Linked DNA regions of Mus musculus: region 1 is linked to region 2. The links are chromatin contacts, called in public Hi-C maps. All regions are on one chromosome and are shown on one strand. The core of a region is the stretch at or near the end of the contact, and the rest is flanking DNA. Distances in the headings are between cores, read along the strand shown. Region 1 has its middle 5.1 kb from the start of Slain2. Region 2 overlaps Tec (tec protein tyrosine kinase).

What was found. A called contact is a pair of places that touch in the nucleus more often than the background predicts.
Region 1: a Hi-C map of the HPC-7 cell line shows a contact between it and region 2, with 1.7 times the contacts expected there. The contact joins two enhancer-like sites. A contact is called at or near these places in 1 of 39 promoter capture datasets (neutrophils), 2 of 15 datasets of contacts at CTCF or cohesin (CD8 T cells and the NIH/3T3 cell line), 2 of 484 Hi-C or Micro-C datasets (the HPC-7 cell line and granulocyte-monocyte progenitors), 3 of 115 datasets of contacts at active chromatin or transcription factors (CD8 T cells, the HPC-7 cell line and embryonic stem cells) and 2 of 9 other capture datasets (adipose tissue and macrophages).

The regions. Positions count from the first base shown.
Region 1 is chr5:72,906,232-72,912,375 of GRCm38.p6, forward strand. No RefSeq gene overlaps it. Among named protein-coding and RNA genes, the nearest start is that of Slain2, 5.1 kb to the right of the region's middle. Within about 2 kb of position 3,305, at least 10 of the 459 cell types and tissues checked have an H3K27ac peak or open chromatin away from gene starts, as enhancers often do. A contact at or near this core is called in the HPC-7 cell line, where this site is marked.
Region 2 is chr5:72,828,835-72,834,968 of GRCm38.p6, forward strand. The region is part of intron 1 of Tec (tec protein tyrosine kinase); the gene reads right to left. Among named protein-coding and RNA genes, the nearest start is that of Tec, 37 kb to the right of the region's middle. Within about 2 kb of position 3,422, at least 29 of the 459 cell types and tissues checked have an H3K27ac peak or open chromatin away from gene starts, as enhancers often do. A contact at or near this core is called in the HPC-7 cell line, where this site is marked.

The DNA.
Region 1 (6,144 bases), core at 2,055-4,554, 77 kb after region 2:
GTCTTTTGAGTCTGCAAAAATGCTGGGAAAACACTCTTTACTTTTGATGCTCTATTTTTTGAATGATATCTTGGACTTAAGCTTTATGAATAACAACCCATTCACTCATCCTCATTTCTTTGTTTGAGAGAGGGTTTCATTATGCGGTCTTTTTGTTTTATCCTTGTTTGTGGAGACATGGTCTCACTGTGTAGCTCTCTCTGCCTAGCCTTGGACTTGGTATGTAGACCAAGCTGGCTTCAAACTCACAAACATCTGTCTGCCTCCCAAATGCTGGGGATAAAGGCGTGTGTTACAATTCTTTCGTAAATTGAGATGATTAAGGGGAGTTTCTGTTCATTCTAACTAAATGATCGTTAATTCTCCTTATGGGCCGATTTTAAATCATACTTGGAGGAAAACCCTTATTTCGGGCAGAAGAAATTGGTTTCTAGTCCCATAATCTCTCCCTTCCCCCAAAAGCTTTGTATTTTTTTCTCTTTCATATTGCTTATGTCTCTTTTCACCTGTTGGTTTGTATGTGAAACACTCTGCATGTGTCTTCCTAAAGGGACAACAGGCCAATGCAGATGAAGAAACCTATTCCTACGATCTTTATCATCTCTGGTCCAGAAGAGTGTATCTACCTTGAAGTAGTAACTTCTGATGGAATGAATGCACATAGCAGGTTCATATAGAATATTCAGTATCCCTAAAAAGTGTCCATGTGATGCCTCGTGTAACACACATTCACCAAGAGATATATAGAAAAGATCTGGGGGGCTGGAGAGATGGCTCAGCAGTTAAGAGCACCGACTGCTCTTCCAGAGGTTCTGAGTTCAATTCCCAGCAACCACATGGTGGCTCACATCCATCTGTAAAAGGATCTGATGCCCTCTTCTGGTGTGTCTGAAGACAGCTACAGTGTACTCATATAAATAAAAATAAATACATCTTTAAAAAATAAAAGAGCTGGATATAGAAATATTAAAAGTTACAAGGAAAACCATAGGTATCATGAGGAAAAAAATAAGTGAGGTTTATTATTTATTTCTTCAGTTAATGGCAGGGCTTTCTGAACCTTGAGCCTTCAAACTACCTTACACTCACATTCAGCCTTGTTTTGGATCTTTGTAGACAGCGCTAAGAAGCTTTTCTCTCCTATAGCCCCATTCCCTAATGTGGTTCTTCAGGGATGTTTCGTGTGCCTCCTCAAATATGACATTCAGAGTCAGGCCCACTTCTGTAACCACATGGAAGCTCTGGCACTCACATCATTTTGCTCAGAATCTCCATTGCTGCATGGGCTCTTTGTTAGCCTTTTGACTAGGAGGACGTGGAGGAGGAGACATTTGTTATGTGGTCATGCTTCGCCTAGACTCTGACAGGTCTCACCACTTTTGGAAGGATCTTGTGCAACACAGTGATGTTGTTCCGGGTGGTGCGTCAGAGGTGAAGAAATAGAAAGGCATCTTTATTCTGCTGGTTGGGGAGGATGGGGGATTCAACACCTCTCAACATAGCAATTCCATTTTTTGAGAGCAAGACGCACTTCCAGCTATTCTGTAGGATATGACCTCTTCCCTGCTAGGGTGCCCACAGTTGCCACCATGATAAACCCTGCTGCCAGCGAACACCAATATTTTGCTGGCTGGCTCAAGAGCTATCTATATACCAAGATGTGGGTATTCAACTCAAACTCGGGGGATTCTTCTGGCAGAACTGCTGAGAGAGAGCTGTGCCTGTCACAAGGCTGACCAGATGCCTGACTCTCTGATCCTAGCTGGAAAAACAGGCAGTGGAAAGAGTAGAATAATTCAGAAGTATCTTATAAGATGAAAGGAGCCAAGTACTTCCGTGATAAAGTACTTCTGTGATGCTAGTAGGCCACTTGATCGACACACAGATCTGTTTGGACTGTGGGCTACTACATAGGTAGCCAACCTGAGGGTAAAGCAAACGCCAAGTAAAGGGGACGTACCTGTGCCACAGCCTACAATCTATGTCTTCCCTCCCCAACCCTGTCATTTCTCCACAGAACTGTGCAAGTATGAAGGCTACCTGTCTTCTGGGTGCTAGGGGAAGAAGAAAATCTGTCTGGACTCAGGCAGTTTTGCAGATTGTTGAGCCAAGTCCAGCACATCGGGACTAATTTTTCCCAGTGCTAGAGACCACCTTGCCAGAGAACAGTATCCCTGACCCCTTAAATGAAACTGTCTTCTGCACAGTTCTCTCTACAACAGGCAGCCAACAATAACCATTTGGTTTTGGCATTCACCCAGAATTAACCATTATCTAGTATTGAGCTGTAGTGTTTCTCGGCACATCCTTCCTGGTGCGATGTTTTCCCTTTTGATATCTGCTTATGGTCTGCCTCAGTCCAAGATCTATTCAAGTTTTCATTTTCTGGTCTTATAGACCTAGGACCCTTTCATCTTATTTTGTTGACTGACACGCTGCTGTCGCCCTGGGTAATATCTGTCCTGTAAACTCATTTCAGGCTGAGCTTGCCTTTCCAGGGAGGAAGAGTTGTTAAAGCTTCGTTTCAGCAAACCACCGGCAGGTGGGTTGTCCAGCCTTCCCCTGTCTTTCAAGTGCCTGAAGTGCAGCCCCAGTCAATGGCCTCTAGGAAGTCTTATGAGTAAGAGACAGAGGGGATCAATTGTTGGCCAGAGGTCCTCCCTACGTGTGTGATATATGTCACTATGGCCACTTTTGAGGTACCTCATAACTGTAAGACCTGATTGATGCTCATTGGGAAAACTCTTGATTCATATTTTTGGTCCCTTCATGTGGGCCCCAAGATTTCAACTCTGAGTCTGTCATATAACAAACTTTCAAAGTTCCTGGAATTCTGCGTAGATGTGGCAGTTTGGACATTTAATTCCAGTACTCAGGAGGCATATTTGCGCTCAAAGCCAGTCTGATCTACAGAGTGGGTTCCAGGCCAGCTAGGTCTGGATGCTGAGACTAGAAACATTCCTGGAGACTGGGCTTGGTAGTGCACACCTTTAATCCCAGTACTCTGGAGGTAGAGGCAGGTGGATCTCTGTGAGTTCAAGGCCAGTTTGGTGTACAAAAAAAGATTGAAGCCAGTTAGGGCCATACAGTGACACCCTGTCTCAAAGCACCAAAATAAATGGAGAAAGAAAATTAGAAAGGCCCTATCTCAAAACACCAAAATAAATGGAGAGAGAGAGAGACAGAGAGAAATTAGTTCCTTGAATTCTTTTTTTAAAAACATATTTTCCCAAAGACGCCCCAGATAGACCAAAGGGAGGCACATCTGGAGGAAGGACGCTGTTGAAGGACAGATGCAAGACGACAGGAGGAAATGACTGACCAAGTGTGTGCAATGAAGATAAAGTGGAAGCCCCGATAGTGAAGACTATGCCAAAGAATTTGGGAGGTTTTTGTTTTTTGTTTTGTTTTGGTTTTTTTTTTTTTTTTTTTTTTTAAGATTTGTTCACTTATTTTATGTATATGAGTACACCATTGCTCTCTTCAGACACCAGATGAGGGCATCAGACCCCATTACAGATGGTTGTGAGCTACCACGTGGTTGCTGGGAATTGAACTCAGGACCTCTGGAGGAGCAGTCAGTGCTCTTAACCGCTGAGCCATGCCTCCAGCCCCCTGTCCCCCTTTCTTTTTTGAGACAGGATCTCTTACTATTTACTCCTGGCTGGCCTTGAACTCAGAGACTACCTGTCTCTGCCTTCCAGAACAGGTTTGAAAGGAAGCACAGATATTTCTGTGCATAGCAGTTTGTGGACCACTTTTAGTATGTGCCCCTTACTACAGACCTTGATTTGGGACTGTGTAATGCCTTGAAGCTGTTGAGTCATGGTTTTCTCTATATATACTTGCAGTGGTTTGTAATGGTTTCCACTTTGTCAGGGCCTTCAGGGAAGCACACGTGCAAGTAGGAACAAGTCACAGAAAGGTCCACGCCTGCTTAGAAAACAGCAGCTCCTTCATTCCCAAACAAAGTCAACTTGTCTTGGGAGGTGACACCTGAAAATCAAGTTGGAAGTGTGGTTTTCCATATGTCAGGCACCTACTACTACTCCTGACTACTAAGTATCACTCAGCAATGGACTTTTTCTAGGTATACTGCTAAGTTGTAAAGACCTTATCCAGCAGGCATGGGAAGTCCTGGCTTCTATACCCAGCACCACATAAAACTGGGCATTGTATTGATCACCTAGAGTCTCAGCACCCAGGAGGTGGAGAGAACATTAGGAATGCAAGGGCATTCACAGCTACTTAGGATATCTGAGGCTAGTCTGGGGGATAGGAGACTCTGTCTGCTTTTAAAAAGTGACTTTGGATTTGCACCAACACTTCTGAGTTGCCAGAGGAGTGTTGCAACCTGGAGAAGGAAGGTTGTTGCAATGTTTCAGATGGAAAGGAAATATCTCCACACATCTCAGGGAGAACCCAAGGCTACCTTCTGCAATTCTGCAGGGCTCCTGGCTCTCAGGAGGTGGAGTATGACCTAGTTTTAAAAATGATATATGCGGTATGGCATGCTGCTCTTTTGGAAGAGGAAAATGTAGATTTAAAAAAAAACTGTTGAAAATGAGTAGGAATTTCTAGTTTAATGTTTCAAGACACAACCAACATATCCATCTGAAATTCTATTTTAGGAGGCTTCGCTTTATTGGGCACTCACTTTGTACCAGGCACTGTTTTATGGACAAAGGGTGCAGTGGGCAAAGGGTGCAGTGGGGGAATTCCTGCAGTTCACATTCTACTGCCGAGAGACATTCATTAAACAACAAAAACGTATATGAGCTTTTTTTTTATTTGGGGGGGGGGGACCCAAAAAGATCAACCATGATAGGGATGCTATTTTGTGAGGTAGCAATAATAAAGATAGTAAACCTAGGTGACATTTGAGCAGAGACCTAAATCATAGAAGTCTGTCCTGGGGTTTTCTGGGTGACCCAAAGATTCTAGCTAGATGTGTCTGTAGCCGGTATAAAGCCCTGGCAGTAGAAACCTGTTTGTCTGTTTTGAAGACCAGCTAGAAGGTTGGTGTGGGTAGAGCAGAAACAGGGCATGGGAGATGGTGGTCCGGAAGCTACTTATAGAAGTTATCAAGTATCCAAAGCAAGGCAGGTCAAAGAAAGGACTTTGGAGTTGAAGATATTGGAAAGCGACTTCTGGGAGGCTTCTGATAGCAACATGACTTGCAGGAAGGATCTTCTGGCTACTGTGTATCCATCAGGCTATCTGTAGCAAAGGGGATGTGTCCATTAAAAGAGAGGGGAGGAAACCACAGGGGAGAACAAGGGCAATTTGAACCAGAGTCCTAAGGGTCCCCCAGTTGGGAGGTATTTAAACCTATTCTGAATGCAAGGCGGCATGACCTACTTAAGAAGTGGATTTGGTGGGTGAAAGAACAAGATCAATAAGGATTATCACAGTTTTTATCCTTAACATAAAAAAAAGAGCTTTTACTATTACAGTGTAGTATAGAGCAGATTTGACTTTGTGCTCAGGTATCTGTGATATATATATATCTGTCTGTATAAATTATAACTTTAGTTTTGTTTTGAGACAGGTTCTCTGTATGTAATCTTGGCTGTCTTGGAACTTGCTATATAGACCTGGGTGGCCTCAAACTCACAGAGTTCCTCTGGCTCTGCCTCCTGAGTGCTGGTATTAAGGCAAGTACCAGCACAACCAGCCAACTTCAGTTCTTGGCATACAAACTTTATTATAGATAGAGTCAGAAAGATCAGGAGTTCAAGGGCATTCCAGACTCCTAGTAAGTTCAAGGCTAACTGGAACTACAAGACAAGCTAACAAATGATTAAACCATCAGGTGCTCAGAACAGACCATCTATTACACACACAGAACAGACCATCTACTACACACTTAATATTTACTAAATTAAAAACAATGTGTAGTAAGGCAACTGGGTTAAAAAATGTCTTCTATGGATTTCTCTGTATGAGCATATTCATACTTCTATTTTATAATCATGACTCACCAGAATCCTTCACTTCTTGGTAATAGATTTGTTATTAGAGATCACCTAATTTACACATTCGGACAAAAGGCAAGGCCCAGATTAAAGAGAGAGAAATAAAAGTTCAAGGACCACGTTCATGGGAAGAGGAGACCTTGCCAGCGGAGCGGATTCTGATCAC
Region 2 (6,134 bases), core at 2,172-4,671:
CAGTCACCACAACAGTCCTGGCAGCTCAGAAGCAGAGAGTTTCCCCCTAGGGGAAACTGAGACCTGAGAAAATGTAGGGAGAGCCACCAGAAGACAGTAGTCTGCTAACTTAAGTCCTATTCTCAGCAGAATGTCAATACAGGTATAGGATCATAAATACAGCATTCATATGTGACCTATGAACATCTGAATAGTAGCCTAACATTCCCTGAAAGAAGTGAGGCTGAGATAACCACCTTCCTGCTCCGGACAGGGAGCTGGCCTGAGCTGTCCTCCAGTCTGGTACCAGGAAAGCCCAGATGGACTCTTAGCATGTGGAGCAAGCCAGAGACAGGCAGAAGAACCCTGCCTGGATCCCAGGCAGGAATGAGCCCAAGACAGATCCCCTCACAAGGGGCAACTTGTGCCTGACGGGGAGCTAGCCTGAGAGATAACCACCAGTCTGGCACCTCACAGGCCTGGGGGGCATGGGGGTGCCACACCATGCCTGAGATGACCCTTGCCTAATACTGTAATGCATGAGCGGGCATAATGACCCCAGACACTCAGAGACCCCGGGTACCACCTAAGAGGAACAAGTGAACAGTGAAGAAATGGAAGAGAAAGAGAAACAGAAAGAGGAGGTCACAATGAAGAGCAGCAGAACCAGAGATGCAAGGGTACTGGGGAAGAACTTAATGTGAGTAGCTGGTGATGCCACATGGGACCGCGGTGGCATCCTAGCCTGTGCTATTACCAGGGAGCCACGTCTGCGTTTGTGGCCCTATAGCAGCAGACATCCCTGGTCTGGTCTGCCACCTAGGGATGAGTTGATGTCTGAGGACTGTGCAGAACTGGCCCCACCCCTCACCTGGTCATCGTGGGAGAGCTGGTCTTGGGGGCATAAGAGCAAGAGAGCAGACCCCCACACCTAGCCAACTTTAATACTGGGGAGAGCAGGCCGCACATTGCAGAAGTTGTGGGTAAGCTGACCCAAAGATACACATGTGGAAGAGCTGGCCCTACCACTCATCTCCCATGTGGTAGCATAGACAAGGGAGAGATACCCTCCTCACCCTCAATCCTCACCACCTAGTGGCAGGCAGGAGACCTAGCCCCAGGATCATGAGAGCAGGAGAGCTGGCCCTGCCCCTCACCAAATAAAGCGCTTGGGAGAGTGGGCCCTGCTCCTCCCCTGGGCAGCATAGTAGAGCTGACACTGGTGGTGGGGGTGCAGGCAGGCTGGCCTGAGGGAGGGAGTGAGGAACAGTTGGCTCCACTATTTGTCTGCTGGGCAGTGACATGGACATAAGAGAAATGCCCCCTTCTCCATCCCTTACTTCCTATGGCAGGCAGGAGAGCTGGCCCCAAGATCATCAGGTCAGGAGAACTGGCCCTGCCCCTCACCTGTTGTAGCCCTTAGGAGGGCAGGCCCTGCCCCTCACCTGGGCAGCACAGTAGAACTGGCCCTAGGAGTGGGGGTTGCCAGTGAGCTGGCCCAAAGGGTGTGAGCAGGAAAGCTGTCAGACTGATCTCTCAGGAGAAGATCCAGGGCTTTGAATTGGCCTACCCCAACATCTACCCATTGATGAGCAGGCCAGTTCTACAGATCCAAAACGATAAGATCTACAAGACACAGGGCAATAATGTGATATCCAAGAGGAATCCCAGTGAGGTTCCAGTATTCATAGAGTAGCAGAAGCCAGAGGCCTAGTCCCAGACCAACAAGTCATTGCAATGAACATTTGCAAGTAAAGAACTGTTGGACAAAAGGGTACCCTGTGACACACTACAGCTTCCACAATGAGATTTTTTTCCTCTCTGTTGGGGTGGGGAGAAATTGCAAGGGTGAAGGACAGGTACAGGAGAGGGGGAGATGAGGGGACTGGGGTGCATGATGAAATTCACAAAGAACCAAAGAAAAGTGTTTTTAAAAAGAAAAACAAAAAGGCAAAAGACATTCCAATCTCCCATCATAATGAAGGGAAATTCCAAGATAAATGACAGGCAGCAGCAAGCCAAGTGGCCAACCTCTTCAAAAGATCAAGTTAGAAGGTTCCTGGGAAGAGCTCTTGTAGAAGATAAAACTGAATACCTGGGGCAGCTCATAATAAATTAGCTAAACATTATTGATATAAGAAATGAAAGTAATTAATTCCAAGGAAAATAAAAACCATACAGAAAAGCCATACGAAAGCAACCATATTATATCCTGACCTGGCTATCTAAACAGAATCTATAGCATCAAAATAATATAAATAAGTAATAATCTTGCTATTATTATAAATGTTTTTGGGGGGCAGGAAGTGTTTTTCTGTGTGTGTGGGAGGGTAGGTTGTGCAAGAGAGCCACATTCTCTTCAGGAGTGACCAACGAGGTGGAAGAGGAAGTAAAATAGAACCTAAATTTGAAATATCAAGTGATACATGCAAGGTGCTACGTAGAGATTATCAAGAGATAAAATTACATCAAGATTGCACAGATAAGCTTGGCTTTTCTGTGAAAATGATAAATGGGGCAAAGTCTACTCTTTGAAAATAGTAAAATAGTAAAATAGAATAAGAACACCCTTGAAAATTGACAGAACAATGACCTTAGGACCATGAGACATGGAAGCCAATCAATAGATTTTAAACTGTGACCTGAGATCTCACTTGTTCTGATGAATTTTTTAGATAAGATTTAAAGCAAAGAGGACTCTTCCTCAGACTAAGATCTGTTTTCATGGAGAACTAGCCACCTTAGGGGTCTGAAAGCTCGCACTCAGTCTGTGTGTTCATTATGTGGCGCTGTAGCACAAGTGACTCCATTTTGATTTTCTTAGTCTGGTCTGTGGGATCCTAGAACAGAAACCCCATCAAAATCACAGCTTCCCATGATTTTTGTTGTAAAAAGATACCAGTCCTAAAACGTTTGACAAAATAAAAATGATCATCTCTAACAGTCAGAAACTCTAGAGAAAATGGAGTAACAAATGAGCTGGCTCTCTTCTTCCCTAAACTATTAAAGCCAAAGGCAGATCATCTCACTGCGGATGCAAAAAAGAAGCTACAAAAACACCAAAATACAACCTGTGATATCCCTACCTATCAAATACTATGGAACCTACATCAACACAAGGAAGGAAGCTGAAGACGGGTTTCCCCAGAAACACTCATCCGTGTCCTGAAAGGTCGCCCCAGTGACCTTCCAAAGGTACCTGTGTAATCCAGAAGGCTGGGCAGACCACAGAAGAATGGCCCTTTTCACAGAAAAGACATTAGAATTACAAGCATCGTGATTAAAGTTAAGCAGGTTTTACCTGCTTTGTGATATAAGTTCCCTCTATGGTGCCTAGGCTAGTCTTGAACTCCCAGGCCTCCAGAGAATCTCCTAACTCAGCCTGTGTGACTGGCAGTACAGGCTCATAGCACCACACCTGGCATAGTTTTGGGGTTTGTTTGGTTTTGTTTTCTATTTTGCTCTATATTGACACAGTCCAGACTACTGAGCCCTCAGATGCGTCGTGTCATTCCAAGCTGCAGCTTTAGCACCAATCCCACTCACTGCACTATCCAGGAAAGGAAGGCAGAGGGAAAGGGAACGCTAGGGAGCTGAGCTGTGTGCTTCTCTGAGCAGCTTCATTTAAGAATATTATTGAAAGCAACTGTTCATCTTCAGAGGATACAACCTATGACTGAAAAGGAACCTTCCGATCTCCAAAACTAAAGGGAGCCATCTTCTTTGAATACGGACCCAAGCACGTTGATTTTCCATGTAAAGGGTTGATCGCCTCTGATCTGCTCACTGCTGTGGATGATAGCCTTTGAAAGACAGGAATATCACAGTTTGTATTGGGGGGGGGGTTGTTGAAAGTAAGAGTATCCTCAAATATTCCAGATCCATCTCTCAGACATTATAAGACTCTGGGTTAAAACTTTCTTAGTTTCTCTGGGGGACAGAAAAACTGTCATTATGTTGCCCAGGCTGGCCTGGAACTTGTGGTTTTCCTGCCTCTGCCACCTAAACGCTGGGTTTGTGGGCATATGCCACCACACCTGACTGCCAATAGTGTCTTTGTATAATAACTGCCAAATGAAGTGCCCCTTTTCTATGTCACACTGGAGCTAAAGATAACTTTACCCTTTACCTCGGCGCCTATTTAAAGCTTAAAACAGACATTATTGGACTTTGAACATATATATGTCCTGAGGCAGATAACTAAGAAATAATGTCACCATCTCAGTAGTGAAAAACTCAAGCCACCAAAGTTATATTCTCTGTCCAGTGTTGCACAATCTGCAGTCAAGATGAATGCTTCAGTTTCACAATCTGGCAGTTGCAGCGAACAGATCTTAGAACCTCATTGATCATGAAAGACTGCCTGAAAAGAGTAAGCTTTAACGATCAAGGGCTCCTCGGGCAGCCCATCCAGAAGGCAGGCAAAAGGCAGGAGAAGAAGCAACGTCTATCTGATTTTAGACACTACACGTCAGTTAGTGCTGCTCTCTCCATTGGCCAAAGAAGCTTCTGTTGGCAGCGGGCAACTAGCAGACTCGTCACTAGCAAAGGGCAGAGAAGTGGCTGTTAAGTCTCAGCCTCGAGTAAAGCATCTAGGACAGCCCCTGCCAGACTCAGGAGCACGGAGGGAGAGGGAACAGGAAAAATATAAGGAGCAGAGGATGGGTAGGAGCACTGTAAAGCTCTGTCACCTGGACATGGCACAGCCAAGAACTCAGCAGCAGTGGGCATCTGCGCAAGACCCGCAAAAGACGTGCAAGGACTGATGGGGGTCCATCGACACTCCAGCACAGATGGGGACCACTAGGCCTCACTCCCCCCTGAGGACCTATGGGCAGTTAACAGTTACTGGGGAGGAGTAATATATTCCTTGGTGGTGTGGCCAGTGGTAAGATGACCTTGCTCTGCTAAATAACCCTGTGACCCTTGTTCATACAAGCAACCCTAATTAAATGTAGTGGAGGATACATGTGGGGGTGGGGAACAGGACGGGAACTTGCTGGAAAGAACAAACTTGGTGAGGTGGGGTGAGGATAAGAACAGACAGGAGGGGAGATATGATGAAAATGCATTATGTATATATGTATGTATATATGTATATATGTATGTATATATGTATATATGTATGTATATAAGTATGGAAGAATTCTTTAAGTCATCAAAATAGGACATGTCATAGTTTCTTCATTATCGTGGTTTAACGTTTTTCCTTCCTAATAGGAAAGCCTTGTAAAAACTGAGAAAGAAGTCTAATGATTTCGAAGAGAAAAAAAAAGAACAAGCTTTCTCTCTTTAAAATAGTGCTAACAAATCCAAATCTAAAGTGATTTTTAGCATGTATTTATGCACAAAAATTGTGGAAGGAAAGTAAAAATACTCTTGTTAGGAGTTAACAGCAATGATCTAAAGGGGCTAAATATTAGATAAAAATCAAAATATATTTATTTTTCAGAATATGCCCGAATCACACTGACTTTGTTTTGTTTTACTCAGAAAGTTAGGTGAACTTGGTTTCGATGGTGATATTCAAGCATGAATTGTCAATGTGTCAACTGGGTAGTAAATTATACTGATAATATCAAAGTTTACTGGTATATCGTTCAGCTCTCCATTGCTATAATCAAGCAGTACCTAACTTTATAAACAAAACTGGTTCACTTGGGCCACAGCTCTGGAGGTTCTAGAGCTGCTGCCTACATGGGTTTAGTTCTGTGGTTCTCTCAGCTGAATCACACTGTGGAACATGCAACAGGGCACGAGAAGCCAGCAGTGGCATTTCCATATTGGAAACCAGAGAGTGGGGGGTGAGGGCAGGCTCCGGCTTTTACAACAGCCTCAGGAGAACACTCAACTCTACTCTAATCCTAATGACTTCTAAACCCTACCTCCCCAAGGTACCACACTGTAGACCATCCAACCCCTCAGGCACAGGATGAGCAGAGACTAGCGTCCCCCTACCCACTGTGTGCTGCCCAGCTGTTCTCCCTACCCACTGTGTGATGCCCAGCTGTTACCCACAGAAGCCATGTGAGTGGGACAGTTGCTCTTACATCCCCTGCAGTGTTAGGGGCTGTTCTCTCACCCGACCTCAGATAACTAGAACACATTGGCCATTCCTAACCTCACCAGTCTTGTTTTCTTCACCTTGAACTCCT